5 separate regions of the Mus musculus genome follow, and all the other regions are linked to region 1. Evidence: chromatin contacts called from public HiChIP or PLAC-seq and promoter capture Hi-C data. All regions are on one chromosome and are shown on one strand. Each heading gives the region's core, a stretch centred on a gene start, on an enhancer-like site or on the middle of the called end of the contact. The rest is flanking DNA. Distances are from core to core; before and after follow the strand shown. Region 1 holds the start of Serpine2 (serine (or cysteine) peptidase inhibitor, clade E, member 2). Region 2 holds the start of Scg2 (secretogranin II). Region 3 holds the start of Fam124b (family with sequence similarity 124, member B). Region 4 has its middle 36 kb from the start of 2310015K22Rik. Region 5 has its middle 15 kb from the start of Gm23934.

What was found. Promoter capture Hi-C pulls out the DNA fragments that hold promoters and counts their contacts. HiChIP or PLAC-seq counts read pairs in DNA pulled down with a chosen protein or histone mark. Capture Hi-C pulls out chosen DNA fragments and counts their contacts.
Region 2: a promoter capture Hi-C map of stem cell-derived epiblast-like cells shows a contact between it and region 1, with 4 times the contacts expected there. The contact joins the promoter of Scg2 here to the promoter of Serpine2 in region 1. A contact is called at or near these places in 4 of 39 promoter capture datasets (the C10 cell line, embryonic stem cells, pre-B cells and 1 more) and 1 of 9 other capture datasets (adipose tissue).
Region 3: a contact with region 1 is called in a promoter capture Hi-C map of adipose tissue. The contact joins the promoter of Fam124b here to the promoter of Serpine2 in region 1. A contact is called at or near these places in 1 of 39 promoter capture datasets (stem cell-derived epiblast-like cells), 2 of 115 datasets of contacts at active chromatin or transcription factors (embryonic stem cells and stem cell-derived neural progenitor cells) and 1 of 9 other capture datasets (adipose tissue).
Region 4: a contact with region 1 is called in an H3K4me3 HiChIP or PLAC-seq map of neural progenitor cells, with 35 read pairs. The contact joins the enhancer-like site here to the promoter of Serpine2 in region 1. A contact is called at or near these places in 4 of 39 promoter capture datasets (the 3T3-L1 cell line, embryonic stem cells, frontonasal cranial neural crest and 1 more), 8 of 484 Hi-C or Micro-C datasets (the HL-1 cell line, embryonic stem cells, gonadal supporting cells and 4 more), 13 of 115 datasets of contacts at active chromatin or transcription factors (astrocytes, embryonic forebrain, embryonic limb bud and 5 more) and 1 of 9 other capture datasets (embryonic stem cells).
Region 5: a promoter capture Hi-C map of stem cell-derived epiblast-like cells shows a contact between it and region 1, with 2.7 times the contacts expected there. The contact joins the enhancer-like site here to the promoter of Serpine2 in region 1. A contact is called at or near these places in 2 of 39 promoter capture datasets (neural stem cells and stem cell-derived epiblast-like cells), 1 of 484 Hi-C or Micro-C datasets (nephron progenitors) and 8 of 115 datasets of contacts at active chromatin or transcription factors (bone marrow-derived macrophages, embryonic forebrain, embryonic stem cells and 2 more).

What each region holds. Positions count from the first base shown.
Region 1 is chr1:79,857,276-79,859,970 of GRCm38.p6, forward strand. It overlaps Serpine2 (serine (or cysteine) peptidase inhibitor, clade E, member 2), which reads right to left and starts at 1,390. Exons shown (of 9, transcript NM_009255.4): 1 at 1,236-1,390.
Region 2 is chr1:79,438,637-79,441,331 of GRCm38.p6, forward strand. It overlaps Scg2 (secretogranin II), which reads right to left and starts at 1,390. Exons shown (of 2, transcript NM_009129.3): 1 at 1,320-1,390.
Region 3 is chr1:80,212,631-80,215,325 of GRCm38.p6, forward strand. Fam124b (family with sequence similarity 124, member B) reads right to left here and starts at 1,314. Exons shown (of 2, transcript NM_173425.3): 1 at 303-1,314. The coding sequence starts at 1,034. The region is part of intron 1 of 2310015K22Rik (a long non-coding RNA gene); the gene reads left to right. The region is part of intron 2 of LOC108167342 (a long non-coding RNA gene); the gene reads right to left.
Region 4 is chr1:80,170,643-80,173,337 of GRCm38.p6, forward strand. No RefSeq gene overlaps it. Among named protein-coding and RNA genes, the nearest start is that of 2310015K22Rik, 36 kb to the right of the region's middle. Within about 2 kb of position 1,304, at least 13 of the 459 cell types and tissues checked have an H3K27ac peak or open chromatin away from gene starts, as enhancers often do. A contact at or near this core is called in the HL-1 cell line, where this site is marked.
Region 5 is chr1:80,149,163-80,151,857 of GRCm38.p6, forward strand. No RefSeq gene overlaps it. Among named protein-coding and RNA genes, the nearest start is that of Gm23934, 15 kb to the left of the region's middle. Within about 2 kb of position 1,384, at least 5 of the 459 cell types and tissues checked have an H3K27ac peak or open chromatin away from gene starts, as enhancers often do. A contact at or near this core is called in stem cell-derived epiblast-like cells, where this site is marked.

The sequences.
Region 1 (2,695 bases), core at 140-2,639:
ATTTCTGTCTTACTGTGCTAATTTGTCAAGTTCATGGGAGAAAATTTCTGCCTAGATTCTTTCAAAGAAGAAGGAACGATGACATCGGCTCATGACCTTCAGGAGTCACCCTTAGCTGAACAAAAATTTCAAACACTACTCTGAAAAAAACAGCTAAAACTCCATTGTTGACGGTTCCATTATCTGTGGCGAAGCTCTTGAGATTTTTTTTTTTTTTTTTTTTTTTTTTGCTTAAATGTTGCCAACAGGGTATAATTATTGTTTTAGAACCACAGAAAGTGTTCAAAGCACCTTCAATTTTTAAGTGTGCTTCAGATACACAAATCGGTAATGCTGACATTTCTCCCATTATCTGTATTCCCATTCAGATACAAAATCTCCAAAGTACAAGATGATCAGATCAATTGTTCTAGAACAGTTCAGAAAAGTAAACTGCCTCCTGGCTTGAAAGAGAAAAGTTAAACCTTCAAACACCTTTTTATGTTCATGCTAAATATAAGAACGTTCCCAGCAAAGTAGTCAAAGCAAGATCCAGCGGCGTTTGGAGATTTCTCTGGAGAGACACGCGGAGATTCTGTTTTGTTCATTAAAACACTAAAAATCCTCAACAGCACCTTCCCTAATACCTGAAGGTGGAGTGCTGTCTTATGTAATAGCAGCTTTCCCTCTCTGCTCATCGTGGGGGCAAATTAAATACCTAATTCCTCCGAGGATTTCTGAGTACTTTCACCTTACCTGGAGTCACTCACCGGCCTCGCAATTCCCTGGTCCACAGATGATGAAAATAAATAAGAAATCGCAAAGAGCTGCTACTGTATCCTAGGGACAAGCCTGTTGCAAAGGCCAGTGTGAACTGAAGTCCTTCCCCAAACCGCTGCCCACCTCCACACTGCACAGGCAAAGGTTACAAGTGAGAGCCGGTCGCCCGGGACAGGGACCCGCGCACGGGAAAAGTGTGGGGTCGGTGCTACCCGTGAGTGCCCAGTCGCCTCGGGTTCAGGGTCACGGTTTGCAGTCCTGCTGGACCCACCCCGAGCTCGGCGAGCGTTCCGTCAGCCTCCGGCACACCTGGACGCCCAAACCCTCGGGGACAGGGACGCGGGAGCCAGGAGCGCTCGCAGCGGGGCCCGAGGCGGTTCGAGAAAGTTCCCGCCCCAGCAACCGGTCGCGGTGCTGCCCCGGGGACAGTCCCCGGCTCCCCTCCGAGCAGCGGGAACCCCGCAGCTGCTACTCACCCGTCCTCGCTTGGATCCCCAGGTGGCGGCCGAAACCGGGAGGGAGATCGGCGCTGCGCGGCGGTGGGGGACAGGCGGCGGTGACGGTGACGCGTGCAGCCCGCACTCCCGTGCAACCACTGCACTAGCCGGCCGGGCCGCGCGGGGGCTTTATCGCCGCCGCCGCCCCCGCCCCTTCCTGCCTCCCCCGCCCCCCGGCCCGCCCCGCCCCGCCTTCCCGCCGCCGCCTTTGTGTGGCAGCCGGCCGCAACGTCTCTGCACCGCAGGGGACTTTAGGACGCCCCCCTGCCCGACCCGCGGTCGCCAGATGCCGCCCTCTCGCGGGGGTTGGGGGGTTCGGGTCCCCAGAAAGCTCCGGCCAGACGCGCCGGGCTCGAGGTGCGGCGCCAACCCCCGGTCGAGCTGCACGTGGATCGTCCGGATGAGCCTGTGGGGAGTGGAGAGGAGTGGGCGACACAGAAGCCAGTGGTGTGCCCCTGAGACGCAAGACGCGTCGTCTGGGGGTGTTGGGGGGGGGGTGACAGTGTGCAATCCTGCAGGTGATGGAAATAACGGAGCTAGGACGTGGAGGTCTAGAACAGGTCCTCCAGGTGCCCCAGAGTCAACTTATCCCTGCTTAGTGGATGAGCTGGCTGTGGGATTCCTAGGCACATGACAAGCAAGGACATGCAGAAAACTGACCCCTTGCTTGTGGTGATAGCATGAAGTACTCTCAGAGCTCCGAAGATCCAGGTGTTTTGAACCTACACCTTCAGCCCCTGAGACCTTATCAGACCCAAGGCCAGCAACAGATGGCTGTTATGTCCCATGGTCTGTTACCTGAGTGTCCCTTTCTGCATTCTTCAGTCCTCTGCTCAGGTTAGGTTTGTAGGGACTTTCATGGTAGTCTCTGTTGCCTTTGGTGCAACGCCCTCCCTATCAGGCCCCATGTTTGGCCCCAATGAAGAAAAAACAGCCGTAAATCTCTTTAGGGCTGTGAAATAAACTGCACCTAGTGCTAGAGCAACTCAGATCTCTGAGCAACCACACTGACACAGCTGTGTCCATGACAGACACTCCCCCACCCGTGTGTGTGAGTGTGTGTGTGTGTGTGTGTGTGTGACTTGAAAAACTGAGAGCAGCTTTCCAGATGAAGGCATTAGGGACTGAGGGTGTGGCTAGGTGGTAGGGTGCTTGCCTCAGATGCACAAGGCACTGGATTAGGGTGCAGTGCTACAGATAGGAGGGGAAGCAGATAAGAAACTACTAGAGCAGTGGTTCTCAACCTTCCTAATGGTGCAGCCCTTTAATAGGTATGGTTCCTCATGTTGTGGTGCGCCCCCCCCCCCCCATAGCACTATTATTTTCCTTCTTACTTCATAACTGTGACTTTGCTACTGTTATGAGTTGTCATATAAATATCAGTGTTTCCGGATGATCTCTGTGAAAAGGTCATTTGACCCCTCAAGGGGTCATGACTC
Region 2 (2,695 bases), core at 140-2,639, 420 kb before region 1:
CTGTCATGTTAAATGTTATCTTGAAAGCCATATTGAGTGCATTTGCTTTAAGATCATTATCTTGACATACTCTTAACACATCTTAGCATATGGATTACGTGATTATCTGAGAACCCACTACTTTGAAGGGAGGTTTTTCTGTAGAATTAGAGAAAGAATGCACATTGCAGTTTGAACCACAGCCTAACATGCATGGCCGACTCGTCGCTGACTCTGGTTTACTTTAGATGACACCGTTATTGCTTCTAACACTCAAAGGACTTCATTTCTCTAGGAGCTGCTCTTGCAAGCAGTGAAGATGGCTTTAATAGTTCTAACACCTTACACAGTGTTTGATTTAAAATTTAATTTTCTGAAGTCTAAATGGTAGGAACATTGTGTCTCCTCAGACAGCTATTATTGATGCCCCTTACAGTAAAAAACATCTTTCCTATGAAATCAGCTGGAACATTGACACTGAACCATCAACACATGTGAGTAAATCTGATTCAAACAACCCACCTAGTTAGGATAAACAAAAATAAATTTGCTTCAATCAACCTCTTCAGCAAGTAACATATCAGCTTTTCCAACCAACGCATAAAAATTACAATCACAGTCCATACCGATCTATATATTTTCTTCCCTGGATTCAAAGTTATCATTTCTCTGTGATTCCTAGTAACATGAACCTTTCCCACAAAGTGATAGTTCATCTTTGAAAAGGGGAAAATGTCAATGTTCAAAATTATTCTAAGCTGCTTTCTCAAGACTAAAATTAGCACATAATAACATAAGCCCTTCTGGAATATACCAGTTCATAAAATAATTAATAATTAATTCAGAGTTCCCTTAAGGTGAATATCAAAGAAAGAAAACAAATCTAAATTTTTTGCCTCTGTGACTCATATGATTGATGACATTTGAATCCTTTTAAACTGTCTGTTAAGATTATTAAGCATATAAAATTATATTTTTGGTTCTATATCTGACTCTTGGGAGAAAAAGAACACATTAGAGAAAGAATCAAAACATAAGGTTTGGTTAACTTTACATTAATCGGCATGTTGACGTTAAAATTCTCAACTTTTCTGCTCTCCTTGCATACAGTTTTACTCAGTAACATTATAGTTAATGCATATTCTCTGACAAGTCCTGTAAATCACAGAGCCCCTCATTTCGGCACACACGTATAGAGTATCCTTGCCTAAAAAGCAGCAGGTTGTCCGGTTATTCTATCAATATAAGCTTGCCAACGGTCTTTTTCCTCTCATCTGGGAAAACAGGGAGGGACACTCAAATGAGAACTTTCCAGTAAATAGAAGAGAAAGCAGTCTTACCTCTGTCTTATATTATGTGGAAGGCTCCAAGCATGCTCCTCTCTGCCGCTGAGTGAGGGCTCGGGCCGTTTCAGCACCGGACAGCTCCTCGGCTTATAGAGAGCCTGGGCGCCTGACTCCGCATTCCACGCTGACGTCACCGGCTCAGCCTCAAACCCCAGCGCAGGCGAGCTTTTTCAAAGAATCCGAGAGAAAACAATCACTTTAGATATTTTTTTAAAGCGTTGCATGCTTACGCCACCTGTCTTATGTAGCAAAAACTACAGCTTCTTCCCCCTTCTTTTATCTCTGAGGCTCGAAATAAAATGTTCAGCACAAATTCCCTTAGAAAGGAAGAAATCTGTCAGATAGACATGACTAATTGCAAGGACATCTCTGCGTTTTCACGCCTTGTTTAGAAAGGTTTCTTGGGCTTGCTGCCATGTCATAAGAATTTTACAGATAATGACTATCTTTTTATTTGTGCCTATAAAGAAATACGTTCTCATTTCCTGGTGCAGCCACAATTGAACAGAACATTGCAAATATGATAGATCGTATTTCATATCATGACTCCAGGCAGAACTGTTTTAAAACTGTTTAGTTTGAGCAAAAAAGGTGAGATGCTTAATTTTTTTTTTAATGAGAATCAACTCCAATTCTTTCAGCACAGTGTTCAAAATGAGAGTTCACAGACGCTCAAGTTGTTGATACTTCTATATGAGGCCATTCAAATCTTCAGCAAAATCAGGTGTTGCAAGAGATAGCTAAGAAACTGTGCTCCAAAAAACATACTGCCTACCAGGAAGGGAGGGATTACTGCTAGAAGAGAGAGAGTGGGGGTGGAAGGGGGAGAGAGAGGGAGAGAGATTGAGAGATTTTCATATGCCTAGAGCCCTCTTGGCATCAAGAGAACATAGTACCACAGAAATACTTCTAGGTTTTGGTTGAGTAAGTTGAGGTGACTAACTTCAATGAATGAGAACCATCCAAGGAACAATGTCAGAGTTAACCCACCGCTTCTTGGATTTATAATTCATAACCATGGCTGTACTTTGCCGTGGAACTTGATTAGGTACCTTAATAATTTATACAGGTCTAAATTTTTAACTTTATTTTATTAAAGATGTGAGTCCTCTAACCCTGTATATACTGAAATATATTTCTGAGAACTGAGAGAATCTTGTTGTATGAGGTCCTCTAAAAGTCTCTGCTGACTGAACAATCACATTCCAATTTTATCTACCCACCAACTGAGTTATGATGCTTATGAGGTGCCAGATAGTTTGTGAACTACTGGGAAAAGAAAAAAATGAATATAGTTTTCTGGCTTTAAGAAGGCTTTAATCAATGGGGATGAAAGATAGATTATTTTAATATACATTGGAAAGCACTAA
Region 3 (2,695 bases), core at 64-2,563, 360 kb after region 1:
AGCTGGGGCTGAGACAATGGATGGATTATGGTTGGGACCACACCCTGACCAGGACTGCTTAGGCATATTTCTTGCCCTCTATTTAAACTTAAACTTCATGGGGGAGGGGAGTGGCGACAGGAGGGTGATTTCACTTGTTCAATGTAGCCACTTTGAATTCTTTCTCTGTCTTCCTCTACTATTCGTCATTTTAATTGGCCTGCTGTAGATGGACGGCCAAGTCTAGCTTGTTTGAGCTCCCAGGATCCTGGATCTGACCCTACTAAACCTGGTACACCCCAGAAATGAACGAAATGAAATACCTGCAGCAGAATCTTATTGCCATCATAGTCCTGAGTCTGCCACCTCGCGCTGCTGATGGGAACACACGGATTGGGTAGAAGAGGCACCAGCTGCCCAATCTCTTGAACCCTGAACTGCAGCACAGAAGACTCCTTGGGGTCTACTGACATTCCCAGGGGCAGCTGCTTCAGAGAGAGCTGCAGGCTGAAGCCCTCGGTGGCATAGAGGACAAAGAAACAGAAGTCGCTCTTTTGCACAGTGGCGTCTCTCTGTAGAAGCATCTCATAGAGTCTGATGGCATCTTCATAGTTATCAAAACTGCAGTACAGAGTCACCCTGAGGATATCAGTGCCACAATTCACTGGCCTCATGCCCCACACTGGCATCTGGTTGTGCAGACTGTAGAATTCCTGATTGGCAGGGAGATAAGAACAAGACCTCCCCTGTGCATGCTGGGTAGGGAAACCCTGCCAGGGTGAACGCCGTAGGAAGTCCAAGACTCGAAACAACCGTTCTTGTCCCAGGCTTTCCTGAAGGAAGAGCAAAACAGACATTCCTGGGAAGCGGGCCCTCCGCGGGTGGTACTTTTCATGGTAGTTCACTGGCCTGGCACGTTCAGACACCAGGAAGAGACGCACCTCTGGGCAGATACATTCTAGTAGTTGGTCCAGAGCCTGCTGCAGAAGCAAACCGTTCCCAGTGTCGGCAAGAAGATGCACAGTCAAGGCTAGAGGTTCCTGTATCTCATCCATGGCAGGCTATGTGAAGATTATGATGAAGGCCACCCGACAGGGCCCACAGCTCAGCCTTTTAGGAAGAACCAAGGCCTCACGCAGAGCCCTCAGCCTCTATAAAATCTTTAGCAACTTCTGAACCAAGTTCTTCACCAGATCACACATGCTCCTGGCTTCCTCCAGTGCTCCAGCGGGGAATGTCACTCAAGTGTGGAGTCGGCTACACACAACAGAGTCGCTCTATGTCATCCGGTCTGAGCAGATGTAACTATTTGCTTGGCTTTCTCGGGCATTCCCCAGGGTTTTGGTTTGACCTAAAAACCTATAATGCTGAGACCCACGCCCAGTGGGTGGTTCTTACATTCAACTCAATAGAGGAAATGATCGGCCGAAAGGAACAGGAGGCGGCTCTGTTGTGCTGATAGCAATCTGTGGCTCTGTTACACTGACTAGACATCCATTTGGTGGACCACAATGGGCTCTGACTTCCTACTTAAATATCCTGATGTTTACAGTGGCCTGCCAGGCCACCTGAATAGAATGTGTTCTTTAAAACAACTCCCCAGTCTTATCTGCATGCCAGCTACTTGCTTCTGATAATTTTATACTAAGTCACAAAGAAGAGATATTTTGTCTAAATAGTGTTGGCCTCACTGAAAAAAATGCCTGGTTGAATTTAGAGTAAACTGCCATTAAACATCCTATGAATTGATTTAATTAGCCAACAAGCCTACAAAGAAGAGGGTAATTATTCCCCAGTTGCTGACAAGAAACTGAGGCATAGAAAGAAAAAAAAAAAAATTAAGTAACTTTGCCAAACTCACACAGTGAAGTGGCTGAGGTCTTTGAACCCAAGATATCCAATGCTACCTCTCTGGAGCTGAGAAGGCCAGCCACGATTTCTTTTCTCTTATGATGAGGAAAAGCTGCCATGTCAACTTCCTGTTGACACACTCACCTGTGGATACAGGCTGTAGAACCTTAAATAGAAGGATACCCCACCGTTGATGTAATCACCTAATCTGTTCCTAAATTCTTTAATAGTCAAGCCTAGTTGCAAATACCTATAATCCCAGGATTCAGGAGGCTGAGACAGGGGGATCATTGTGAGTTCAAGGCTGGTTGGGCCCTGTAGAAGGCACTCTAGGCTATATATCAAATCTCTATTGCCACAAACAACAAAGAAAAAAATGCTATTCTGATAGTTGTGCTGTTGCTGGGCCCGGATATGCATCGATTTCTAAATGTGAGTTTGATTTAAAAGAAGCTATGAATGCTACAGAATATGTTGTGACTTTCTAATTAGTTCAAAACCAACTTCCTCTAACTTTAATACACATGAGAAAGTTATGATCTCGTGCTTTGATAATGGGCTGAGTACTCTAATTCTAAAGAGAGACGTCTTTGCCCCTCCATAGCTAAGAATGGAGCAGGGGAGGCAGTCCCAGGAAAGGAGCAGTAAGGAGTCTTCCAGCTGAGTCTGCAAATCTGCTGGCTACATCCATAGGTCTCTATACATTGTAAAACTCTCACAGGCACATGGGAGAAAAAAATAGACCCTTTCTTTCCTTGACTTGACCAAAGCATCCAGTCATCCACTTCTCTTTTCTAATTTCTGTTTCCGATTCTTTTGGACTGCAGAGAAGCTGAGGTGGAAGCTTATGGGCCTGGCCACTTAG
Region 4 (2,695 bases), core at 54-2,553, 310 kb after region 1:
CTCAAGTTGTCTGGATGTAAGGTGGGTCTTCTTACCTCAAATGGTCCAATTAACTAAGAATCCCCCACAGCTGTGCCCAGGGACTTGAACGCCAGATGTAGTCAAGTGGACAATCAAGAACAGCCATCAGGGTCTATGAGTGTGTACAAAGAGACATCAAAGCACAGCTTACAGGGTCTGATATTCTTTCTCTTTCTACCAGGTAGGTCCTGGCAATCAAAGTGTTTCCCAGCTTAACAGGAAGTAGTACCTCTATCCTCTGAGCCATCTTGCCAGCCTGACTTTTTTTTTTAAGTGGCATGTAGGAGAGATGAAATGTACAGTTCTGATCCACACACCTAAGACTGAGATTTTTCTGGCCTAAGGATAATGTGTAGCCTTTGGAAAAGGAAAAATTATAATCATCAAAAGTATAGGGATCAATTTTCCAAAATCAGGCATCAAAAAGAAATGGTTTTATGTCTTTTTTGGTCACTTTTTCTAGAACTTCAACCAGAATGGCTACATAAAACTATTAATAATAGTAGCTACCCAATGTGTGCTCAAGGACAGACATAGGTTGACTGGTCAAACTCAAAAAGTGAGTGTTAGCAAGAGAGACTGCTACTATTAGTGGCTCTATTAGCTCCAGGAAGGCCTGGTTTGGCACTAGCCCTGCTGGCCTGCCGAGGTTAACTGTGTGGCTATGGATGGATTGGTTCCTGCATGTCAGTGTTCTTACCTAAAGCCACAGGGATAAAAATGGTCTCTCCAGAGCAATGGTTCCCAACCTCTGAGTTGAGACTCCTTTGAGGGTTGGATAACCCTTTCACAGGGGTCACCTAAGACCCTCAGAGAGCAGTATTTATATAACAATTCACAAATATCAAAATTGTAGTTATGAAGTAGCAACAAAAATAATTTTATGGTTGGGGGTCACTATAACATGAGGAACTTTCTTAAAGGGTCTCAGCAAGGAAGAGTTGTGAACAACTGGCCCAGGGCTATTATATCAGGTAACTAACATACAACTGTCTATCAGTATGTCTGGCGTGCAGTCCAAACTTATGAAATCAGAGCTACCCTCATGATAGTGCAAACATTTAATTTACTAAGAAAATGTAGGGATGAAGTTACCACATGGATGTGAAATCCTGACTCTGATCAGATGACTCCTGTGTTGGTCATCAAACTGTAAGAACAATTGTGCCAACTTGGGAAAATTACCTCAGAAAAAAATTCCCCAATCCTTTTAGAGACCCAGTGTCCCAGGGACAAAGCAAGCAGTCACCTTCCCTTATCAGAAGGTTGAAGAGTGACTCAGGGCTGAAAGAAGCCAAGAAGCCCCTTCCTGCATGAATTACACAGAAGTCACAGCTGGCAAGATAGGGATCTCTCCTATCCATAAAATACATATTTAGTTAATTCTGTCACTTAAAACGATAGAAAAGCTTGTGCCAGGCATACAAACCAAGGGAAGAACATGCAAATTGCACAGTACTTGCCAGACCTATCTTTGAATGACACTGGTGTGTGTGTGTGTGTGTGTGTGTGTGTGTGTGTGTGTTGGGGGATGGGGGGATACCAAGCTACATCCAACAAGAAGGGAAGGGGGCTGTAACCTTTATCACAATTACCCAGGTGTATTTTGTTGGTAGTGAAAACAGATGAGGGCAGCTTCATGCCATCCCTGCACTTGGAAACATGAATGTGGGGGTTGGTTAGTTGGTTGATTGCTTGGTTGGTTTGTTGTTTTGTGTGAGGTTGTTGGGAGTGTAGCCTGCCCAGAATCAGTGGCAGGTTCTTTTGTTTGGTTGGGTTTTTTTGTTGTTGTTGTTGTTGTTAGGTTTTTCTGTTTTTTGTTTTTTTCTGTTAGCTATGTCTGATTATCACTGTGCCCTTGGCTCTGAGATAAACCCCAACCTGGGTGGTTATTCAAGGCGCAGAATAAAAAAGAATCTTATGGCTTTAAAGTAAAGAAAGAAAGAACAGATTCAGTCCATGGTGTTTTCATTTTCTAGAATGTGCTTTAAGTCAAAGATTATAGGAAGTGCTTGCATTCTGGCATATTATAGTAGTGCACATCACCTGTTTAAGTGGCCTTTAAGTACTCTGTCTAAACAGATGAGTGAACTGTGGGGTTTCGGTAGATTGCAGTAAAGGGTGTGGTTGTCAGTGAACTTGCAGCAGTACTCAGTTGTATCAGCAGTTCTCCGGAATGGTGACACATACCTAGGTAGCCAGTTTCTAAGGATCAGCCCTCTCGGAAAAGCCGATTCTTCAACCTTATTTCTCAGCCATTCCTAATTTTCCCCTTCTTTGTGAGAAAACACCACTTGCTGTTTTCTGCCCTTCCTCTGTCTCTGTCTTTATCCTTTTCTGGTTTTTCAAACCTCAAAAGCAGGAGTGGTATTTACTGTTCCAGATTAAGGGAAAAGGTCACAAGGAAGATTCTCTTATTGGGGGCCGGGGGTCTTCAAAATATTCAAATCTACTGTACTATGTATAGGAAGTCCACCTGAAGGGCCATGACATATACAGAAGGAACGTTTGTAAACAACCCAGGTTCATTTGTGAATCCTGCCTCCAGTAGATTCAGTGTCCTGGGAAGGTGACACACAAGCACCTACAAAAATCATTTCCTCCAGCCCTTTGAGAGCATCCGAGTGTCACTTTGAGAGTAATTGGCTAGCGCTCATAATGAAGAGGCATTGGA
Region 5 (2,695 bases), core at 134-2,633, 290 kb after region 1:
ACAGCCAAATAGACAAGACTGCAGGGGAGATAGAGGACAGGCTGTGTTAGATTCCTAATCTTTAGAACTCTTCAACTCAGCACATACCTGGTTCAGGGTCAGAGTAGAATTGAAGAGTGTGAATTGCAATAGGGTTACTGCTATGTTGCAGGTGGAGTGGACTGTATTTGAAGCTGGCACTGATTCAGTCATCACACTTCTGTGGTTTGAAAGCCTGCTGGGCAGTGAATGACCTTGGGCAAGTCATTTCATCTCCTCTATCCCCAAGTTTATGCATCAGGAAACTGTTACTAACAACCATATCTGCCATGCAGAGTTGCTATAAATATTAGAGTTCATATATGCAAGGAAGCAAAGAACCAGCACACAGTAAATCTTTATATTGGTGTTCACCACTATTTTAATTATAGACACGCATAGTGCTTACGTCAGAAGTTTCAGACATGTTCTGGCACTAAATCTAGGCCCATTAATATATGTATCTGAACATCAAACTTTCTCTGGAGAACAATAGAAGAGTGGCTGGAAATATCCTCTCCTCAAGGAGCCCTGCCCATCCGGGTATTTGATTTTCATTAATATGCAACAGTAAAATGTTTGTTACTGCTGTTCTTCCCACGGAAGGTCAGATACCCCCAGGAGCTGGGGGTGGGGATGATCGTAGAAGTGCTCTCAGCAAAGTAGCTTGCCCAGAGTCCTAGTTTTTCCCTTCTGAAGCTCAGGATTACATAAATACTTGAAGACAGATGTCAGCCTGAGGTTTCTGATTATTTTTTAATCATCTGATCTGGAAACTCTTCCTTTTAGAAGTAAAATAGTTCTTCTGCCCTAGTGGTAATGTGAGGGGATAACATGCCCTAGGTCTGGAGTTTTATCCCTGGCATGGAATTGATTCAGGCATTCTGGAAAGCTGAAGACAAAATTCTCAGTGATTCTTTTTTCATAATACTGCTAAGAATATCACTGTAGGCCTATTGTCAGATTTTTAACTGTTAAATATAGAATGAGTAAATATTTCCTCCTTCCTTCCATGCTCAGTAAAGTATCTATGGTCAAGAATGCTGTTTAGTGTTATGATTCTTATAAGACATGTTCTAAGGGTGGTGAGAATGTTCTGGATCTTGATTCTGATACATATGTAGGATTTTCGTACCAAGAATGGCTAATTTTATTGAATATAAATTATACCATAGTAAAGTTTTTTTTTTAACTCTCACAGAGCAGAATTCTTAAAGGTAGCCATTTGGCTGAATATAAATTACAGCTCAATAAAGTGAGCACACGATAAATCACCAGAAAACACTCTGGGTTCTAGAGTCTGGAAGTGTAAGGGTTGGGGTGGGGGGAGCCACACTGTCAAGAACATCGCAGCAGCAGGCACGCCGGCCTGCTCTCATCTCAGCAGACTCTCTAACCCAGAGCTCCGAAATCTCTCCGCCCATCTCACTAAGTTCCCATGGTGGGTCATTGCTGTGCCAGCCCCATGCTTCCAAATTTCCATGGGGGTCTCTTGTTAGCTACATTTTGTCCTCCAAGCTCTTCCTGTCCAAAAGCAAGACACTTTTTCCTGCCTCACCTCTTCCCCTCTCTGACCAGGGAGCCTACTTCTCCCCAGTGATTGGTTCCTAGAAATCTTTATTCATTAGGGGAAGGTTCACAGGAAGTCACCTGAGTATGTGATTCACTACTCATCCCAGGCAGCCCCTCTTGATTAGCATCAAAATACAAACAGCACCAGGACTATCAACAACATAGAAGAATGTTGAAAGGGAGTGAAAAAGTCAAACAGGTCTGAAGCTGACAGAAAGTTAACAAGGCTGGGGAGATGGCTGTCAGCAAAGTGCTTATCCTGTAAGCACTTGGACATAAGTTCAATCCCCAGAACTCATGAGAAACCAAGCACAGCATTGGTAATCCCAGTGCTGTGGACACAACGTCTGCAGATCCCTGGGGCTTGCTGGCCAAGCAGCCTAGCTTACTTGGTGAGTTCTAAATGGATTCCTCTTCTCTTGTTATCTCTGTCTCTCTATCTCCCTCCCCCCTACACACACATACACACACACACACACACACACACACACACACACACAAACACATATACATAAAACATATATTAGAAAGCCATCAAGTGATCCCATAAAATAGACCCTATCACCTAGGCTAGATCCGTGGTAAGGAGGCTTTAGCCACACAGCACAGTGAGACCTGTGACATACAGTCTCTACTCTTCCTAATCTATGATACAGTCCTTCCCTGCCCCTCTCCTCAGCATATGAACAGTTTCTATTCCTTTGGGGCGAGTGGCATCATTCCTGGGAAAAGCGCGTCTGCACCTTTCTCCCTCTTGCAGTGTGAGGGAAGTGTTCCCTTCTAAGGAGCTGCACAAAGCAGTAGCTAAGCTGTTCCCCCCAACCTCTCCCACTAAAGAACTACTCTGTTCACAACTTGGCTTCCCCTCTGTGAAAAACAACAACAATATCAACAACAAAATACCCAGCAGATAAAATTTGGGTGATTTACCACAGAGTTTTGAAAATCTAGAAGAGATTTAATTTTCCTTTTAATAACGTATGAAGTGAGTATGAGCATGATCCCAGAAAGGTGCAGTGTGGACAGGAACATCACAAGCCTTGGTTCTATTTGCTTATGCTGAGATGTGTGCTTTGTGGCCCGGGTCTCTTTTGTTTCATGTGGG